2 separate regions of the Sus scrofa genome follow, and region 2 is linked to region 1. The links are chromatin contacts, called in public Hi-C maps. All regions are on one chromosome and are shown on one strand. The core of a region is the stretch at or near the end of the contact, and the rest is flanking DNA. Distances in the headings are between cores, read along the strand shown. Region 1 has its middle 100 kb from the start of TSPYL5. Region 2 overlaps CPQ (carboxypeptidase Q).

Region 1 (4,364 bases), core at 744-3,243:
CTGCAGCATATGGAATTCCCAGGCTAGGGGTCACATTGGAGCTGTAGTCACCGGCCTACACCACAGCTCAAGGCAGTGCTGGATCCCCAACCCATTGAGAGGCCAGGGATCAAACTGCACCCTCATGGATACTAGTCAGAATCATTTATGCTGCGCCACAATGGGAACTCCTAATTTTATTTATTAAAGTATAGTTGAGTTACAATGTTCTGTCAATTTCTGCTCTACAGCAAAGTGACCCAGTCATATATATATACACATTCTTTTTCTCATATTATCTTCCATCATGTTCTATCCCAAGAGTTTGGAATAGTTCCTGGTTTGTTTTTGTGTGTGTGTGTGTGTGTGTGTGTGTGTGTCTTTTTGCCATTTCTTGGGCCACTCCCGCAGCATATGGAGCTTCCCAGGCTAGGGGTCGAATCAGAGCTGTAGCCGCCAGCCTACCCCAGAGCCAGAGCAACGCCAGATCCCAGCCGCGTCTGCAACCTACACCACAGCTCACGGCAACGCCGGATCCTTAACCCACTGAGCAAGGGCAGGGACCGAACCAGCAACCTCATGGTTCTTAGTCGGATTCGTTAACCACTGCGCCACGACGGGAACTCCAGAATAGTTCCCTGTTCTATACAGCAGGACCTGATTGCATATCTATTCTAAATGTAAGCGTTTGCATCTACTAACCCCAAACTCCCAGTCCGTTCCACTCCCTCCCCTGTGTTTTGCAGTGAACCCTGATCCAGGCCAACCACTATGGGATATATAACCAAGATGAAGAGATTTCAGACAGACTGAGGAGGGAGCCCTGTTGCCTTCAGTGGTTGTAGCCAATTATCACACATCCACAGCTCTGATGTTGAGCCCTGGGAAAGAGTCGATAGCATAAAAAGAGGAAGAAGTAACAAGGGAGATGATGAGCTTCGGTCATGCTCTTTTTGTATCAGGAATCCAATTAAAGCACCCCTCAAAAGATGTGGGTTTAATAGAACCCTAGGAATGCACCTGAAACAACTGTGGAAAATGAGCTGATTCTGGGGATCGGCTCCTCTGTCAGTTTCCCTCAAGGGCCTAATATTAAGATGGCTCATAATGTTTCCTGAACTGCTCACCTCGCTGCCTTGTTGCTCACTCCCTTCTGCTAGTAACCCAACACTCCAGCCAAGCTGGACCACTCTTCGTTCCCAGCGTCCTGACTTTATCATGGAGTCATTTTCATGTCCCTCAATAGGGTGTGCTCTGGGACCCCTCTTAAGCCCATAGGTTGCACCTTTATTACAACACAAGCTATTGCCTATTTTATACTTTCTTGTATTCCAGCCTTTTCCTCCCAATGGTTTAAAAGCATCTTGGCGTTCCCATCGTGGCTCTGTGGGTTAAAAACCCGACGCAGTGTCCGTGAGGATGCGGGTTCAATCCCTGGCCTTGCTCAGTGGGTTAAGGATCCAGTGTTGCCACAGCTGGGCGTAGGTTGCAGATGTGGGCTGAAGCCTGTGTTGCTGTGGCTGTGGCGTAGGCTGGCAGCTGCAGCTCTGATTGGACCCCTAGACTGGGAACCTCCAATATGGTGCATGTGCGGCCATTAAAAAAAAAACAAAAAACGCATCTAGCAAACAAGCCCTGAGTCTTACTCATCTTTGCATCCCTAAGACCCTAATGATGTGGTGCTTTCCATGTGATTGGCCTTCAGCAAATATTTATTGAATACATGTGAACTTCCAGAAGCACCTCCAGATGGTTCTTTCATTTAGTGTGTGGGTCCTGAGAAAAGGTACTTCGTATCTTATCTCCTGCTTCTGAGCCATGAGAGACTTCGCCACTCTTTCAGACTCTTCGAACAAGGTTCTTCTAAGGCCTGCCCAGGATTAAGAAAAATCGCTCTGGACCTGCCACCTATTATTTATGTAGCAGCACGGCAGTCTGCTATCTTAAATGGCTCTCTTCCAGCTGCCATGAGTCACTTGATATTTCAGGGTAGGAAGGAAAAAATCCCAGAGTCCCTCTTTCAAAACTCTTGGGGCTATTAGAGGAAAAAAGGCTGGGAATGGGTGGGGCTCAGGGGTAGACACACAAAGAAAGTTCTTCGAATGACAATAAAGCTTTTAAATCATTGTGGCAAAGGAAGAAATGCTTTCCAGATGCCAAGAGGTTTTTCAGTTAAATGAAATTCTCCATCTCCAGGGAGGCTTGGGCCCCGGGTTGGAGCTGCAGGGAGGAGGGAGAAAGAGCAGGCAAAGGATTTTACTCCTAAACACATTCTTGGTTTTTTAAGCTTTAAAAAGCCAGCCGAGGAGTTCCCCTCGTGGCACAGCAAGCTAAGGATCCAGCGTTGTCACTGCAGCAGCTTGGGTCACTGCCGTGGTGCAGGTTCAATCCCTAGCCCAGGAGCTTCCCCATGCTGTGGGTGCAGCCAAAAAAACCACCCAGCCAAACACTCTGCCTCCCTGGGAAACAGGAAAAATAACTCTATGCACAGAGTTGGTGACGATTGACTGATTCATATTATTGTCATACTAATATTAGCATGATTGATATTATATTTATATGACACCTCACAGTTTACAAAATTTTTTTTATGCACTGTCTCACTTTGGCCTCACACCAACCCTGAGAGTAATAGAAATTATGATATCCAGAGTCCCCGTCATGGTGCAGCGGAAATAAATCTGACTAGGAACCATGAGGTGGCGGCTTCGATCCCTGGCCTCTCTCGGTAGGTTAAAGATCCGGCGTTGCCATGAGCTGTGGTATAGATCTCAGACGTGGCTCAGATCTGGTGTTGTGGCTGTGGCGTAGGCGGGCAGCTACCGCTCCGATTCGACCCCTAGCCTGGGAACCTCCATATGCCACGGGTGCAGCCCTAAAAAGACAAAAAAAAGACCAAAAAAAAAAAATGCAATTATGATACCCATTTTACAGAGCGTGAAACTGAGGTGCTGGTCCCTGGCAAGGAGGAGGGACCACATGTTCTTTCCAACCACAACACATTCCATTGATGTAGAAGGCCAGGCAGATGGAGGTCCATGCACACATCCCCCTACTCAGGACACGGGTAGAGCCAGCGAGGCTCTGGGGTCAGACCGACCAGCCCTGGATCCCAGCTCTGCCTCTCCAGAACCATGGGCGGGGGGACTTCCTAAATTCACTGGGTAGCAGGCTCCTAATTTGTCAAAGGGGCACACTCATACTCACAGGTTTTCCTCAGGATTAAACGAGTTTGCAAAGTGCTTAACACAGGACCAGACACAAGACAAACCCTTAATGAATGGTAGTTATTAATATTAGTATAGGCTTCACACATGAGCACTAGCCCACCACATATTGCCAAATGCTCTATAATTATGGCTTCCAGTTAAATACATGGCTTAATGGAAAAAACATCTGGGAGTTTTCTCTGGCTGAGAGTAAACACTAATTTCAAATGAAAAATCTCTGCTAAACCATTGTACCTCAAAGGGGACGCTAACATTTTTTCAAGATTCTGTATTCTGTTACCAAAAGTACACACACTCATCAAAGCTGGAGTTTGTTTGTTTTAAAACGCCTTGTGTTTTAAAATTTCTCCCAATAAACCATGTCCACCAGATTAAACCATATTTCATTGCTCACTTCAATAACCTTTACACGTTAATCAACCACCTTGAGTTTGCCCCCCCCCCCGTATTTATTATGCCTGTATTTTATTATTTCCTTGGTCAGCCTTGTGCTTCAAAGGCTTTCCGGAACAGCTCAATCTCAAAAATATGCTTCTGGATGACACTTAAGAGATGGGATTTTAACCCAGTGGTGAAATCATTTTAATGATAAAAACAAAACCATGACATTAAGCAAATCTTTAATTATCCAGCCAGCTTGTAAATCCCCTCTCCCTTCCTTCTCATTCAGTTTGCAAACCCAGGATGTCATCTCATTAAATCAATGGCTCAGATGTGCATACAAATGTCTTACACTAAACACACATCTCTCTTTCCACCTCGGTCCCAAAATCTAAGCCTCTCTTACACAGTGGCAACATCATATTAAATCAGAGGGGGAAAAATAAATAAGAAAATCAGGAAGTTGAAGCAAAGAGAAGCAACTGCAGCTGGTGCTTTAGGTGAATGGTTCTCAGGTGTCGAAAGGAGATTTTGTGATGGGAATGCTCTCTGGGTGGGTGGGTGGGCATGTGCGTGTGCCCATGCAATTCAATAATTACCTAATTCCCTCCATTTCCAATACCAAGCTACGTACCTGGCACATGTACGTCTTTTTTTTTTTTTTTTAATGATTTTAATTTTTTCCATTATAGTTGGTTTACAGAATTCTGTCAATTTTCTACTGTACAGTAAATTGACCCAGCCACACATACATAAATACATTTTTTTCCTCAC
Region 2 (4,152 bases), core at 893-3,392, 550 kb before region 1:
TTCATTAATCCCAAGGGGAGCTTTCTAAAACACATTTTTTAAAAAGTAAATAATTAGTGTCATTCTGTGAGACTCATGGCTTCTTAGGGTGGAAAAGAAGGAAAAAAGGACATCTTTTCAAGCCATTTGTGATTTAATACCAGCTGGACAAGTGGGCTGAAAAACCTTGTGAATTATATGTTATATTAATTTGCACGCTTTTTCTCGTTCTTGAGAAACTGGCCAACCCCCACAGTCTTTTGTCCATGGGGCAGATGGCTCTGAAACTTTGATCTTTGCAAGCCAGTTTGCCAGATGTAGTGGACAGAACATGTGTGACCTTTTTGTGGGTCAGTGCAGCCTGGCTGATCGGAAACCATACGTTCATCTTGAATGATTTTTATTTCCAGGGATTACAGCAGAAGTTCTGGTGGTGACCTCTTTCGATGAACTGCAGAGAAGGGCCCCAGAAGCAAGAGGGAAGATTGTCGTTTATAATCAACCTTACAGCAACTACTCGAGAACAGTGCAGTACCGCGTCCAGGGGGCTGTGGAGGCTGCCAAGGTGGGGGCTTTGGCATCCCTCATTCGATCAGTGGCTTCCTTCTCCATCTACAGGTTGGTCGTTATGTTTCTTTGAAATGCTTTCAAAACCCCAGGTTTTCTATGAAAGAGAAGCTCCTAGGAAATGAAAACAAACCAGTCAAATGAAAATACTGACGGTTCATGGAATTTTCCCCTATCCCATATTTGGTCATTTGTTTGTCATGTCTTCATTGCCCCTTTCAGGATTCCAAGCATCACTTGCGCATTCCTTTAAAAAGTTTTCCACATCCACGATGATGCCATAACATTCCTTCTATAACCAATATATTTTATGTATTTGCACTGGAGGGAGAACTGAATTCATGTCTGCATTTCATCAAAGATTCCGAATGACCTCAGAGGAAGCCAGGCTTTTTTTTTTTTTTCCATTTTCACTAGAGAAGTGAAATAAAAATAAAGTGGGTAACCTGATGGGGGCCATCTATCGTGTAGTGGAAAGAGTTGGGAAAGCAGAGCACCTTGGATATAGACCTGGTTCTGCTTCTGAAGAACTATTAGGCCTTGAGAGTGTTCTTATTTTTTTAATTGAAGTGTAGTTTCAGGTGTACAGCGTGATGATTCAGTATTTTTGCAGATTATACTCCCCAAGTTATTATGAGATAATGGCGATAATTCCCTCTGCTGAACAATGTATTATTGTTCCTTATTTAGTTTATACATAGTAGTTTGTACCTGTTAATCCCTTACCCCCTTAGGAATGTTCTTAAAACTCTTTGGGCCTCACTCTTCTCCTCTATTAATCAGTGATGATGAACACTCATTTACCAAATGATTTTATCTATAAAGGTCTATGTAAACGTTTGGTGGTATTTTCTGAGGGTCACGTCGTAAGTTTTGTCTTTTTCTTTGTAGTTCTGATTGGGGTCATTGCAAAGCACTTTATCGACTTTCAGTCTTAAGAGGAAATTTGGCATTGCAGTGGGTAAACAGTCTAAAAATTGACCTGAAGACATTGGGCCGAGTTTAGTAGCTACATCACCTATCAAGGATAAACATCGATGAAAGAAGTGCCATTTTAGTGTTATAGCCTGGTCTCTGTAAGATTAGAAAAACATGCATAAATAACTGCAAATAGCATTTATTTGGATCTCAAACCTAGATCTTTAGATTTTTGTGTAAAGGAATGTCTTGTTATTTTGCACATGTGCTCTTCGGAGCTGGAGACACAGTTGCCTGACCTTAATTAATTATCACCCTACACCTTTGAAAAGAAAATAACTGAGGAGACATCAGCGACTAGGAAACCCAGGTAGAAAGCTTTCCAAAAGGGCAGAGAAAAGGAAAGGAAGTTTTTCTTTCACGGGGATAAGTTATCTTCCTGGGGAGGAAGATGGGGCTTGTTAAAGCCACTTGTTAAAAAGTTCTGTGAGAGAAAACCTAGTTACAGTGATGTCATAGGGCTAAAAATAATGCTCTTTGTAGAGTCTTTAAAGGTTTGGTGACTAGTAAAATAGCAATTTGACCATATTCTTTTGGATGGTTAATCATCCCAGGAGGGAAGTCCTGAAATAGCTAGCTTACTTCCCAGAATCCCTCAGTTACCCCTTAGAATAACATACTCAGCAACTTGTGGTCATTCACCATGATTTCACTGGTCATGAGGCCTAAATTATGGAGCCAGTCTGTTGCTTTGTGAAACTAGGTGATTGCCAGAAACATTTATTTAAGAACTACTACTCATAAGACTAATAAATTCCCAGATGACTTAATGCACAGCAATCTGCCAGGGTTCATTGGCATTTTTTTTTTTTTTCCTGGTGTAATGAGGACATCTGGAAACCGAGGCTGTAACCTAGGAGCACCAGAAGAATTTTATCCAGCCTCTAAGATTTGGGGTTGGCAACATATAATGTGTATTCAAACGCCGTTTTTCTTAATATTTCTAGATCCGGACTGGTTCTAATTTTTTCATTGATTTTATAGCCAGACATGTTTCAGTGGACTCTTTTTTTTTGTTTATATATTACTCCCTGAATTTATTACATTTATAGTTGTACAATGATCATCATAACCCAATTTTATAGCATATCTATCCCTAACCCCCAGCACATCCCCCCACCCCCCAACCTGTCTCCTTTGGAAACAAAGTCTGTGAGTCAGTATCTGTTCTGCAAAGAAGTTCATTGTGTTCTTTTTTCTTTTTGTCTTTTTCGGGCCAAACTGGAGGCATATGGAGGTTCCCAGGATAGGGGTTCAATCAGAGCTGTAGCCGCCGGGCTACTCCAGAGCCACAGCAATGCTGAATCTGAGCTGCATCTTCAACCTACACCACAGCTCATGGCAATGCCAGATCCTTAACCCACTGAGCGAGGCCAGGGATCGAACCCACAACCACATGGTTCCTAGTCGGATTCATTTCCGCTGCGCCATGGCAGGAACTCCTCTGCAGACCATTTTAACCTGGCTCTTCCCAGTACTAAATGGAAATTGTTAAGGTCACAAATAGCTGCCTAGCTGTCAAATATAATGGACATTTTTCAGGCCATCATCTTTAACTCTCTGAAGCATTTCTTACTATTGACTACTTTCTTCTTTCTTTCTTTCTTTCTTTCTCTTTCTTTCTTTCTTTCTTTCTTTCTTTCTTTCTTTCTCTTTCTTTCTTTCTTTCTTTCTTCCTTCCTTCCTTCCTTCCTTCCTTCCTAATTGAGCTCATTCTTTCACCTCTCCCCTGCATTTTCTCAGTGAAGAGAATGCCATCTGTTCTGCACTCTGAGTTAGATGATCCTTGATTACTTTTTTCTTGCCCCTTATCCATCATTTTTAATGGTTATTACATCTCCCAGCTTCTGCTCTGTATAAGTCATTTCAGCAAATACACATTGAGCAACTCCATTTCCCAACATCACTCCACGTTCTTCTAGTCAGGGGTCACTAAGACTTTCCTAGTGCACCCCATTTCCTCAAAGTTCCATGACTTTGCAAATGCTTCTTCCTCCGCAACTTTTCGATCCCCTTCTTCACTATTTCACACTATCCTTCAGTTTATCTGAAGTGTTTCTTCTTCTGGGGAGCCTTCCCTGATATCCAACTCTAGCCCAGGTGAGCTATCTCTTTTGGGTAGCTCATGTCAGCTGGTGTATATTCTGCATCAAAGTCTTGGAGGTAGTTTGGGTGCCTGCTTTGGTGGGGGTAGACTAACTGTTGTAACAAACAACTTAGCCACTTAACACAACAGGAATCTCTTTCTTACTCACATAATGATTCTAGGAGGGTGCTCCGCAGGTAGCCGTCTGCTCCTTTCCATCCTGTGGCTCCATCACCTCTAAGAAATCAGAGTCTTCTGCGGGGTCCTCTGCATCCATTTGGCTAATCAGGAGCTGGGGAGAGAAAGTCGATAATCAAGGGAAAGGTTTTCCGTGCCAGGCCTGGCCATGGCATACCTTGCTTCCGCTTACATTCCACTAGCCAGAATGCAGTTTGGTCTATCTTTGTGCTCATGGTGAGAGGAAAGTTAGTTTAGTGAACAACTGGGCAATGCACTCCAACGGCCTGACTCTGCACTGGATTATAAGTTCCAGGAAAACATGGATTAACTCTCTATCTCCATAATCTAGTATAATGTTTGAC

What was found. Hi-C and Micro-C count contacts between places; a contact is called where the count stands out from the background.
Region 2: a Hi-C map of embryonic fibroblasts shows a contact between it and region 1, with 2.9 times the contacts expected there. The contact joins two enhancer-like sites. A contact is called at or near these places in 1 of 47 Hi-C or Micro-C datasets (embryonic fibroblasts) and 1 of 2 datasets of contacts at active chromatin or transcription factors (alveolar macrophages).

Annotation. Positions count from the first base shown.
Region 1 is chr4:39,259,635-39,263,998 of Sscrofa11.1, reverse strand. No RefSeq gene overlaps it. Among named protein-coding and RNA genes, the nearest start is that of TSPYL5, 100 kb to the left of the region's middle. Within about 2 kb of position 1,993, at least 7 of the 83 cell types and tissues checked have an H3K27ac peak or open chromatin away from gene starts, as enhancers often do. A contact at or near this core is called in embryonic fibroblasts, where this site is marked.
Region 2 is chr4:39,805,346-39,809,497 of Sscrofa11.1, reverse strand. It overlaps CPQ (carboxypeptidase Q), which reads left to right. Exons shown (of 8, transcript NM_001243691.1): 2 at 390-597. Among named protein-coding and RNA genes, the nearest start is that of CPQ, 49 kb to the left of the region's middle. Within about 2 kb of position 2,142, at least 10 of the 83 cell types and tissues checked have an H3K27ac peak or open chromatin away from gene starts, as enhancers often do. A contact at or near this core is called in embryonic fibroblasts, where this site is marked.